2 separate regions of the Sus scrofa genome follow, and region 1 is linked to region 2. The links are chromatin contacts, called in public Hi-C maps. All regions are on one chromosome and are shown on one strand. Each heading gives the region's core, a stretch centred on a gene start, on an enhancer-like site or on the middle of the called end of the contact. The rest is flanking DNA. Distances are from core to core; before and after follow the strand shown.

Region 1 (6,235 bases), core at 409-2,908, 120 kb before region 2:
GTCTGCCGTGACACGGGGCTCTCAGGCTGGGCGGGGCCCCGGGGCTGCCCACCACCCTCCCTGGGCAGCACGCCGGGCCCCTGCCCCACCCCCACTCACTCTCATCCTGGTGGCCCCAGCCTGCAATCTGGCACTTGTGCCCAGCAGGGAAGGGACTCCCCGGCTCAGGCAGGCAGATGGGCTGGACAAACTGGGAGCGGACGGCACAGCGTTCCCCTTTCTTCTCCAGCCGGATCAGGACTGGGCGGGAGGAGGCCAGGTCAGCCTGCCGTGCAGGGGCCCATGACAGGCAGAAGGGGGCCAGTGCATCCCAGGGGTGCCGCCCCGCTGGGCAGAGGGGCTGTGGCCTGGGAGCCCAGGAGGCAACAGGAGGGCCAGCCCAGGGCCCAGCAAGGCTGCCAGCCCGGGCTTCCTCCGGCCAGGCCAAGGCCATATGTCACCCAGGCACTCTTGCTGCCCCCTCCCCCCCTCCCCCCAGTGTCTGTGGATTCTCCCAGGCCCGCCTGGTGCCCACCCCCAGCCCCTCTTCTGGCTCTGGCCCCCGGGGTACACAGAGCACACAGCCCCGGCCCTGCTGTACCCCAGCCTCACCGAGGTCATGGTCACTGGGGTTGAACACCGAGTACAGGGGGTACGGGATGTACTTCACTATGGCAAACGTCTGCGTCACATCCGTCGTGCGGTTGAAGAAGTGTTGGCCCAGGACCACAGAGACACTTTCCCTGGGGGGGCTGCGAAGTGGGGGCCCTTGAGGTCCGCTCACCCCTTACTCGTGGGGACATCCAGGAGACAGCCCCAGGACCCTCCCCCGACCCCACGCCCTGGAGAGACCTGAGCAGGGGCTGGCGTGTGGCGTGGTGGGTTATGGCCACACCCACCATGCTGGCAGCACCATCTCTAACTTAACCATGTTAGTAACCCCAGCGGGGCCAGGGGTGGGGAGGCTCAGGCCGGTCCAGGCGGGGTCTGTGCTGAATGGCGCCCGAGCTGGTGCAGATTCCAGCCCTGGGTGCCAGTTCTGCTAAAGGAGGAAGCCCTCTCGAAGTCACTGGGGGTCCAGGAGCCCGGGTACTCCCTTCACCCCGCCTCCCCCCGCCCAGTGAATGCCCTGTTCCACCTGCCTCCACCAGCCCTGCGTGGCCCAGGCAGGGGACCAGTGTGCTGGGGTCTGGCCCTCAGGTGATGCCTACCCCCACCCAGCTTGGGCCCTCCGCAGCCCCTCCCTGGGTGTGGAGAGTGGGTGCTGTAGTCTCCACGGTGACCAATGGGGGCTCACTGTCCGACTCCCACGATGCCAAACTCCCAGGCCTTCCCAAGCCCCTGGTCCCAAAGATGCCACTATCCAGCCCATTCCTTTCCCCTGGTACCCCCCAAGCCCCGCCACGCCAGAAGAGCCCCCTCCCGCAAGGCAGAGCCTTGTGCCCCATCGCAGCCGACAGAAGCAGGGGACGGGCTGGCCTTTCCTGCTCTGAGCTCGCTGCCCCCGCCCCCGGGCTGTGGTGGTGGGCCTCGCACCCCTGACTCCTCCCCAGCTCTCCCAGGCCTCCTCCTCCCCACGGAGCTCGCCGCGCGGCGGCTCCCGCGGCTCCCCACGCCCCCTGGCGCTCCGGGATCGGTCGGGGCGGGGCCGGGGCCGGAAGGGGCGGGCCCGGCGAGGGCGGGGCCCACCCACCGCCCTGCTGCGCACGCGCACGGGCACGCACCGCCCAGCGCTCAGCGCTCAGCGCTGGACCGAGATCCCCGGGCTTGTACCCGGACTGGGCGGCCCCCGGGGCAGGGACAGGGACAAGGACAGCATCCTGGGGCAGGAATGGGGCGGGCCTCAGCAGCCTCCATGCCCAGCACCGGGCTGAGCGCTGAATCTCGCTTGAGTCTGAAGGGACCAAAGGATGGAGTTTACACGGGTAGGTGGGGCACGTGGGGCACAGGGGTGATGGTTGGACAGGCAGGTGGGTGGCAGATGGAGAGGGCGATGGGTGTACGGCCCGGCGGGTGAGCGGAGGCGTAGTGGTGGTTGGCGAGAGGTGGATGATTTGAGGGATACGTGGGGACCCTGGACACGGGCCAGAGCCGCTCACCTGTTGGCGAAGCAGTGGGCTGCAGACACCACCCAGCAGGTGTGGACAAGGCTCCCTGCGCAGAAATTGTTCCCGATGTAGATGGCGGCCAGCCAGGGGTGGGAGCCCGGCAGCGAGGATGACCCACCGATGATGCGTGGCCGTAGGAAGGTTCTCTTCTTGTGCCTCTTGCCGCAGTTCTGGCGTCCAGCTGGTCCAGCCGCCGTGGGCTCAGGCAGAGTCAGCAGGACCTCAGGAGGCAGGGGCTGAATTCTGGCAAGGGACTCTGGAAGCAGGTGACCGGGTCGCACCCCCAGGGTTCCTTCTGCCCACCCCAGGCCCAAGGGGTCCTGGCTGCATCCACTGTCCATTGTCCTCAGGCCCCTGGTGGTTCACCCACCTCCCTCCCTACCCTAGGCCACTTGACTGGGTTCAGGGCTCGTGCCCAGCTCTGCCCTTGAGGGCGTGTGACTTTGCCTCAGTTTTCTCATCTACAGGATGGGGAGAACAGAACCTAGTCACAAGGCTTTGTGGGAACCAGGTGTGCCGGGCACACCTGGCAGGTGTTCAGGTCCCTCCCAGCAGCCTGGGCCGCAGAGCCAGCCCAGGATGGCCGGAGAGCCATGCAGGTCTAGAGATCCCAGGCTTGCCCACCCTGACCCCTCGTGCCAAGCCACTGCATGGCCTTGGACCAGCCCTGCTCTGCGGAGGCTCAGTTTCCCCATTGTCAGATGGGGCAGCGGTCCTCCAGACAGAGGAGGCTGGGCACGGAGGTGGGGTAGGGAAGGCCGGGGAAAACGGCCAGGACCTCTGTGGGATTGGGTCACCTCTGCCCCCACCCTGCTCTCCCACCCCAGCCACCAGCGCACGCACCACAAGCGGCCAGGCGGCAGTACTCCCACGAGAGGGCGCTGTCCTTCACCACGTAGCACCAGGGCCTCTCATCCTTGTCTGGGTTCCTGGGGGGCAGGGAGAAGCAGTGTCAGAGGTGGGGTGGGGGGAATGGGGACCTCTAGCTGGGTGGGGCTCCTGACACCCCCCCCCAAGCAGCATCTGGCTGTGATCCCTGGGGCAGCCCCCCTGGGCAGAGGGGTGTGGACCCTGGGCCAGGCCCACCCGTCATAGTGCTAACCGGCAGTAGGCGTGGGGGCCCAGGCCGAGCAGGGCCGCGGCGCCCACGGAGTCCACGTGCAGCTCCTGGTAGAGGAGGTCGGAGTTCCAGGCCAGGCAGCTGAGGCCTGAGGCCGCTGTGCTGGCCACGCCTCGGTACTCGGTCCCGCTCCCCACGAAGCAGCTCTGGGCAGGCACTGTGGGCAGCGCAGTATGCAGTGAGCCTGGGCCGGGCTGCAGTGGGGAGGCCCCCGTGCTGCTCTGGGGGCTGAGCAACTCACCGATGTTGCAGAGCCGCCCGGCGTGGCCCGGGGGACAGGCGCACACCGTGGTCCCGGTGGCAACGATCAGGTGGCAGGTGCCCCCGTTGAGGCAGGGGCTGCTCAGACAAGCTGGGGGAGGGCTCGGAAGCTAGGCCTCGGCCTCGAGGGTGGAGTCAGGGCCCAGCTCCCACCCCGATGCCCACATCTGGGTGGTCCCGAATGCGTCCCTTCCCCCATGAAAGGCTCGGTGATGTCGCCCGCCTCGCCTGCCCGGCGTACCTGTGTGACGGGTCCCCTGGCACCGCACCTGGCCCCCCGCACACTCGCACTGTTCCACTCGGCCCTCGTGCACACGTGCCCAGCGATCGCCCGCCTCCAGGTACTCGTAGCGGCTCTCATCAAAGCACTTCTCTGGGGGTGGCACAGTGAGGCCCTGCTCCCCATGTGGGGCAGGCGCCCTCCCGCCCTGCCGCCCCGCCACCCCGCTCACCCGAGCCGCAGTCCTTGCCAGCGAAGTCCACGGGGCAGGTGCAGTGGTATGACTCAGGGTCCTGGGTGCTGGAGCACGAGCCCCCATTGAGGCAGGGGCCAGAGGCACAGGGATCCAGGGCAGCTGGGGACCCGCGGAAGGGAGGCGCATGTCTGAGAGCCCGGCCAGTGTTCCTGTTCCCGCTCTGGGCCGCGCCTCCTGGCTTGCTGAGGGCCCACTGCCTAAAGCTGCGCCTTCTGGCTCCTGTCACCTCCCCACCCTGCTCAGCCCTGCCAGGTGGGCATCCGGCACCCCGAAAGCCTGAGCCCCACAGGGCAGCACAGCCCCCCACGCCCTGGAGAGCCCCTGGGCTCCACGTCCTGGGCTGTTCCCAGGAGGCTGCAGGGCCCGGCCTAACCACCAGGGGGCACCTTGGCCCCGGCAATGGCCCAGGCCGTCATGCGGGCCCCCAGGAGGCAGGCCCTGCCTGGGCTGGGGGGTGTCATCCACTCCCCCAGGCCTACAGTGGAATCGACCTCGAAGGCCCCTCCCGCACCCCTGGCAGGACTCCCACCCCAGGTCTGCCCTGACACCCCCGAGGTCCCCCCCACCTCTGCCCAGCCCCCCTCTGATCTGTGTTCAGACCCCAGACCCCTGGGCACCCACCTGGGCCCTCCCAGGGAGTGGAGGCCTGCACGCAGTAGCCCCAAGCCCGGTCCCGGTCATAGTTGTGAGTCGTGGCACACCTGGGGTGACGTGTGCGGTGACGTGGGGGTCCCGGCCGGACACCTGCCCATCCCGACCGGGACCCGTGCAGGGTGCCCCTCTGACCGCGCCAGGGTTCCCTGTTTGCCATCCATTCGCTCGCTACACCTGCTGTGTGCCAGGCCCAGGCTGGGGGAGGGAGGGCAGCGCAGGGAAGGGTCACCAGGGTGGACACTGGGGGTGGGGATGGGGACCCACCACTTCCTGTGGGCGCTGCCCTCCGAAGTGCAGGAGTGGATCATGCGGCCGCCGTAACGGAAGGGGAACCTGCAGGGCTGCCCGGCCTCGGTGAGCACTGAGGGGGAGGCGCAGGGTCAGGGCTTCCGCGCGGGGCGCCTCCCGCCCCCCGTCCCAGATCCCACTCCCCAGGGCCACCCATGTTCCTCCTAGACCCTCCTATCCAGGCGCAGCCTGCCACCTCTTCCAGGAAGCCCTCCGGACCTACCTGTGCCTCCAGCGCTGCTGTTGGAGGGGGCTGCCCTGGGCAGGGGGGTAAGCCCCCCACCATGGGGTCCCTCTGCCTTTGGAGCCCTCGTGGCTGGGGGCCTGAGGGTCGCCGAGGTTACCGGGATCAGGGGAGTCCCAGGAGTCACTGTGGCCTTTTGCGCTGGGGCTTCCGTTTGGTTCTAGGAAGAGCCGGGATGGAGTCAGTGTGGGATGGGCCCCGTCGCCCGCGGGCCCTGCCTCAGTTTCCATGGCACGGGCCTCAGGTCTTCGAGTACGGACCCGGGCACCCAAGGCCTCCAGCGGCCCTGTCCCCTCTCCCTCCCACTGAGCCCCAGGAGTTGGGCTGAGCTGGCTGGGGATCTGCCCGGCCACACCACCGGCCTTCCTGCTCGAATCCTGGGACTGACCAGAGCAGCCGTGAGGCCTTCGGAGGCCCCCTCCTCCACCTCAAACACGTGGACCCAACAGAGGCCCAGAGGGAGGGGAACAGGACCCCCCGCCCCTGGATGGGGGCCCAGGGAGTTGGATCCCAGGCCCCCGTCCCCCGGGCCAGCCCAGCACGCCCCCTTCACCCCCAAAGGCCAGCTTTCACCCACTGCACACCCCTGCCTGGCCTTAGCCCCAGGACCCAGAGTGGCCGCGGGAGCCCAAGGTCACAGGCAGGAAGGCCTGCGCTCACCCTGCCAGCCTGGGGCTGAGCCCCGCGAGGCACCAGCAGCAGCAGCAGCAGCAGCAGTGACAGCCTGGGTGGGGGGCAGGGGCTGGGGACCCAGGCCCAGCGCCCCATGGCGCCTCCTGACCTGGTGTGAGGAGCACCGGGAGGCGGGAGCAGAGCGGCCAGGGCAGGTGGGGTCAAGGCCGCCTGGAAATGATTAACTCTGGCTGCCTCCCCTGCCAGGCCCGCTTGTGCGCCATATCTGCTGCCCAGCTCACCCTGCCTGACCAGCTGTCCCCCCGGCCTCAGCCTTGCTGGTCCCAGACCTGACGATGTCCTCAAATCTCAGCTGAGAGGCCTCCAGGAAGTCTTCCAGGATGCCATGGCAAGAGGGGCCTGGACTCCCGGCCCCAGCTTCTGGTCCTCGCCGGGCCACAGGGCTGCCTGCTGTCCGTTTGTGAGCTAAACA
Region 2 (5,837 bases), core at 3,002-5,501:
CCCCCCCCCCCCAAACGTCAGTTATACAGGAGATCTGAACACTGTCTACTGCTCCTTGTGTGTGCCAGGCACAATTTTTAAGTGTCTGAATTCAGCCATGAACAATATTGAGGAAAAAATCCTCGGTCTTACAGAGGATACAATCCAGTTAAAAAAAAAATAGGGGGGAAAAAAAGGAAGATAAGAAGACAGAATAAAAACTCAAAGTATACTTGGAATTCCCTGGTGGGACAGTGGGTTAAGGATCCAGCATTACCATTGCTATGGCTCAGGTCACTGCTGTGGCACAGGTTCAATCCCCAGCCCAGGAACTATGCATGCCTTGGGCACAGGCAAAAAAAAAAAAAAGAGAGAAAGAGATAAGATCTTGCACCTCTAATTAAAGAAGGAGATATTATTTGTTAAAACAGAAAAGGAAATCAAAATAATGAGTAATAAAAAGGATAACGGAAATAAAGCAATTATAGAAGAGTTAGAAGACAATGCAAAGCAATCTCCCAAGAGCAGAACAAACATCAAAGAGAGAAACAAGAGGAGAACAAAAGATCAGGCTTAGAAGGTCAGCCCAGGAATTCCAACATCCAAATAAAAGAAGCTCCAGAAAGAACACAAAACTGAAAGAAAATTAAAAATAACACAAAATATCAGGCTCAGGCTGGAGGAGCCACCGCACCCAGCACAGTCATGAGAACATGTCATCAACTGATATTTCAGAATGTGGGAAATGAGAAGCGCCTGTGAGTCTCCTGGGGCCAGATCACATAAAGAACTGAAATCACAGTGTCATCAGCTTCCCACTAGTGCTGGAAGCTACAAACGATGAAGCAACAGCTTCAAAGGTCTGAGAAAATGCTTTCCAGCAGAATTCTATACCCAGCTAAACTAAAAGTTAACTGAAGAGGAAAATGTACTTTCAAAATCAAGAGCAAAAGAAAAATCCACATAATGTTTCTTAGTGACCATGAGGTCCCGAGCACAGGGACACACGGACACAGGCGCACAGACCTCAGCAGGACCAGAGAGAGCGGGGCAGGAGGCAGGGGGTCCCCAACAGTCGTCAGCCGACAAGGGCCACCACAGGGACAGCAGGGTGTGGCAGGACAGTGCTGGGGGATAGTGATAGGAAGAAGCCCCTGGGCTGGGTGAGAAAGGAGCTGGGCTCAGCACCGCAGGGTTCCATAACAAGCAAAAGGGAGAAATGGACACTGGTTTAGCCAAAAGAAGGTGAAGTGATTAAGTTGGGAGCCGGGGGGAGAGGAAGCAGTGGTGCGGCAGAGGGGAAGCTAGCGCTCCCCTGCACCTTCAAGAGAAACCAAAACACACAGACTGTAAGACAGCAGCTTAAACAGCAGCCAAGGCCTGAGGAGAGAGGACCTAGGGTGCCTGCCCCTGGGAGGGGCACAAGCAGGACAGGAGAGCTCCTGCTGATTCTCTCATCAGTACGTTTAGCTCTACACCTGGTGTAAGGACAGCCAAGGCCACAGTTAAGGGACAAAAACAAGACATAGAAAAAGATGTATATGTAGAATGCGATACACATTGGGAATATGACCCGATGACAGGGTTGAAGACAGCAAGGCCACTGGGAAGGAGAGGGAAGAGAGCAGAAAGGGCAAACTATGCATGTTCTTTGGCTGGAGCAAATGGTCTCCGTCATGGTGAATCCGGTGAACCCTCAAAATCCACAGGGAAACTCGTGTCTATGGTAAAACTGCATTTCACGTGGGTTGAGTATACCTGCGAAGACTGACTACAGCTTTTGTCACATGGCCAAAGGAGCTGGTAGCCACCATCCCCCAAGTAAAAATGAGTGATCTGGAGTTCCCTGGTGGCTCAGCGGGTTAAGGATCCAGCATGGTCCTACGGCACGGGTTCATCCCTGGCTGGCCCAGGTACTTCCACAGGCCATGGATGCAGCACCCCCCCCACACCAAAAAAAAAGAGTGATCTGCCAGACTTGAGCCCCAGCAAGGCCTATCTTCTCTCCTGGGACAGCTGCAGCCTCTCCTCCAGCACAAAGCAGGGACACCTCGAGGCACTTCTGGACGCAGGAGCCGCAGCCCCTCAACAGACGCCGGAGAGGTGTACGAGGTGGCTGCTCCCCAGCACAGGCCAGGAGAGATCACATCCTTTCCAAAAGAGTCAGGGAGGTTCCCAGCAACATCAGGTCCTCAGCCCTGGAGCCGTGAATGTCACCTTATAGACCACAGGGGCTTGGCAGGTGTGACCGCATTAAAGAGCCTCTGATGGGTGAGGGTCCCGAAGAGGCCTGAGCACGATCACGTGTCCTTGTGGGAGGGGACAGAGGGGGGTGTGAAGACAGGTGGCAAGGACGGAAGGAGGGGCACCGGGGATGTGACGTGGGGTCCTGGGCCAAGGCCTGAGGACAGCCTCCAGAAGCCGAAAGGATTTCCAGCCTCCAGAACTGTGAAGGAATGCATTTCTACTGTTTAAGCCACTAAGTTGCTACGTGTTACAGCAGCCACGGGAAGCTTGTACAAGAGCTAATTAGAAAGGAAAATGTTTATGGGAATCCCACCAAATTCAAAGCAAATGTAAATGGCACTGGCTTGGCTGTTTGGAGGACTCGCTGCATGGCACGTGCCAAGTCTTAACTACACACTGTTTGCCTTCATCCGACTGTCTTGTTTGGCCATTTCAGACAAAGACAAAGGTCTAAAGACAATATAATCAGAAAGTGAACTTGCTCCTCCCACCCCACCTCGCCAGGGCCACACTGGCCCCAGCCTCCCCGCCCCCAGCTGCTCCTCGCCTGGCCACTGGCACCTCCCTCTCGCCTCCTGACCCTGCCCACCACACTGCCACCCTGTGTCCTCCCACAGGTCCGCTCAACATGTCCAGCCCTCATCTTTGGTGACCTCCCTGTGACCTCTGCCCGTCACCATCACCCAGTGCCCGCTGTGGGCGCCTCCTCAACAGGATGTTCCCATCTGAGGAGCACCCCTGAGGCCCAGGTCCTCTGCAGGGCACCCCGTGCCTATCACCTCTTGGCACAAAGCGAGGCAGGAGGCGTTTGGACGAAACCTCGCACTGTGACAACTGTTTCTAAAGTAAAACTTGAAACACATTCCCCTGCGCGTCGCCCTCTCCCACTACCTGCTCAGGCTCCTGCCGCAGACCAGGGTGGGGTGTCTCCCCGCTCCTCTCCTGGGAAGGGGAGCCACCTCGCTGTCCCTGCCTGCAGGTCCACGACCTTACAAGTGCCCTTCCCATCACGGCACACGGCGACCACGAAAGCAACAGACACTGACCATGTGGCGGGAGACCCACCCACAACCCGGAGGGGCCCGGGGCAGGTCCCATTCCAAGCCCAGTCCAGCAATGGGGAAGCACAGACAGAGTGGTTGCCTGCCCAGGGCTCTGTCTACACCGCACAACCCAGGGCTGCTCTGTCTACACCCACAACTGCAGGTCACTCTGTCTACACCTACACTTTGGGCCACTGTCTACACCCACACTCTAGACCACTCTGCCTACACCCAACAACTCTGGGCCACTGTGTCTACACCCCACAACTCTAGACACTCTGTCTACACCTATACGCTGGACCGCTCGGTCGACACCCCTCAACGCTGGGGCCTCGCTGCGGCACCCCGACACCCTGCGCTGAGCACGGGGCCTGGGACGGGAAGGCGCCTGGCACTGCACCGGAGTTGCTGCAGTTGCTTCCAGAGTTGGGGTCTCTGGAGACGGCCTCTGGCCAAACAATGCGGCCGCCTGCGAGGTCGGACAGGAAACTCGCGAGCCCGGGCGGCTCGGCCCGGACGACGTCCGAGCGGACGCGGTGGGCACGGCGGGCCCGCGCCCTCGGCCGCCAGCGCCCGACCCCGGCGCCGGCCCTCGATCCCGCCCAGGCCCGGGCTGGCCCCGCGGCCGCCCCACGGCCCGGCCTGGAGTTGGGCCCGGGAACAAAAGGCGGGCGAAGGTGGCCGGCGGCCCCGAGCGCGGGACCCCAGGGAGCCGGCCGCCCCAGCACCCTCCGCTCCGCAGGGCGGGGCGGGCCGCGGAGGGCGCGAGCGCGCGCCCGGGGAAGAAAGAAAGTGGAGGCGGGGCGGCCAGCGCCCGGCCCGCAACCTACCGGCCGCTCGCCCTCCGGCCGCGATCCGCTCCGCCCGCGCGCCCAACGGTCGCCGCCGTCGCCGGGGGCCGAGGGGCGGGGCCGAGAGGGGCGGGGCTCTTCGGGGGCGGGGCCGCCTGGTGGGCGGGGCGGAGCTGCAGGACCAGGCCGTGCAAGGGGCGGTACCTCCTGAGAGGACGGGGCGGCCGTGGCGAAGCCGCGGAGGGGGCGCGGCCTCAGGGGAGGGGCTGTGGGCGGGGTCGAGGGAGGAGCGCGCCCTCCGGGAGCAAGGTGGGCGGGGTTGTGGCCTCCAACGTCGAGGGGCGGCCCTTAGGATGGGGCCGGAATGCACGGCCTGTGGAGCCCACTCACGGACGGGAATCCAATGGACAGGACGGGGGCGGCGCTTCCAGGGAGAGTGTTGAAAAAGACGAGGGAAAGAGCTTGCAGGAGGCGGGACAGGAAGAGGGGCGTGGCTGTGAAGTGAAGGGCGGGGTGTGAGGGGGCGGTCTTGAGGGGCGGGACCTCCCGGCTCTGGGGCGGGACTTCCGCTGCCCGCGAGGTGGCTGGTCCCGCTCTGCCTGTTGACGCCCTGGGCCCCCCCAGGCCTGGCTCCCCTCCTGCCTCGGCCTTCCCAGGCCCCCCAGCCCGGGCTCCCTCCCGCGTCCTCCCCGGTCTCCTTTCACGCCCTCCCAAGGGCACTGGTGACCCTTCCTCCGCGCCCCCCTCCTCTTGGGGGACCCCGCCCCTCCTGGGGCAGACTGCGTTCCACCGGGAACCTGGTTTGTTTTTAAGGAAGGGAAGCGGAGGGAAGGGCACAGACACCCCCTACTACGCCAACAGGGTGGAGGGGCCAGGCAGCCGGTGCCCCGGAGGTTCCGAGGGGGCCTGTTCCTCCCCGCCCCCTGTCCAGACACCCAGCCTTGTCCCACACAAGACCGACCAGGGTGGCCTCTCCCCTGCCTCCAGTTCTCCTCTTCCTCAGCAGTCACTACTTTTTTGGAAATTCCAACCGTTTTAGTCACAGTGACCAGCCAGAGTATTTTCAGGAAACAGTCTGCTGGGCATTTATTGTACAAGCCCAGGATCCCAACTAGTCAGGCCTCGACTTTCAGTTAAGCAGCCAGCACCCAAATCTGGCTGGAGTCTACTGGGTGTATATTAAATCATCGTGAAAAATACACCAACCCTCCCTCTTCAAACCCCTCCACCAACGAGGGAAAACCCTAGCATCCTAAGTTATGCTTCACATTCCCTTCGGTTCCCCTTTCCCCTTACACTTGCATTTGCAAATGCGCGTGCGGAGCTGGGAGCTGCTGTGGCGGAGAGTGCTGGCCGCCGGGAGGGCTGCTGTGCTCTGCTGAGCTCTCAGGCTCTGCGGCTCCACAACAGCACAGCCACAGACTGAACGTGCCCCCCTAAATTCACACCTCGAAGCCTATTCCCCTTTGGGACGGTATTTGGAGGTGACACGGCCATGAGAGGCACCGAGTGCCCTGTAAGAGAGTGTAAGAGAGACCCCAGAAAGTTCCCTCACCCCTTGGACCCCTTGAGAACACGACCAGAGGCTGAGTCGGTGAACCAGAAACAGGTCCTCGCCAGATGCTGAATTTGTCCACACCTTCGTCTTGAACTTAAGCCGCCAAAGCGCACGAAATAAGCTTCTGTTGTTTCGAAGCCATCCAGTCCACAGTATTACCGGTGTGGAAGTTAACTGGGTGGATGTACGATCTTTCCACGGGACCCCGATTCACTCAGC

What was found. Hi-C and Micro-C count contacts between places; a contact is called where the count stands out from the background.
Region 1: a Hi-C map of liver shows a contact between it and region 2, with 6 times the contacts expected there. The contact joins two enhancer-like sites. A contact is called at or near these places in 2 of 47 Hi-C or Micro-C datasets (heart right ventricle and liver).

What each region holds. Positions count from the first base shown.
Region 1 is chr8:2,076,879-2,083,113 of Sscrofa11.1, reverse strand. It overlaps HGFAC (hepatocyte growth factor activator), which reads right to left and starts at 5,950. Exons shown (of 14, transcript XM_003482335.3): 1 at 5,791-5,950; 2 at 5,110-5,290; 3 at 4,863-4,959; 4 at 4,566-4,645; 5 at 3,921-4,043; 6 at 3,710-3,841; 7 at 3,449-3,559; 8 at 3,190-3,364; 9 at 2,931-3,016; 10 at 2,079-2,343; 11 at 592-731; 12 at 100-240; 13 at 1-2. The coding sequence starts at 5,898. Within about 2 kb of position 1,658, at least 45 of the 83 cell types and tissues checked have an H3K27ac peak or open chromatin away from gene starts, as enhancers often do.
Region 2 is chr8:1,961,620-1,967,456 of Sscrofa11.1, reverse strand. No RefSeq gene overlaps it. Among named protein-coding and RNA genes, the nearest start is that of RGS12, 6.9 kb to the left of the region's middle. Within about 2 kb of position 4,251, at least 75 of the 83 cell types and tissues checked have an H3K27ac peak or open chromatin away from gene starts, as enhancers often do.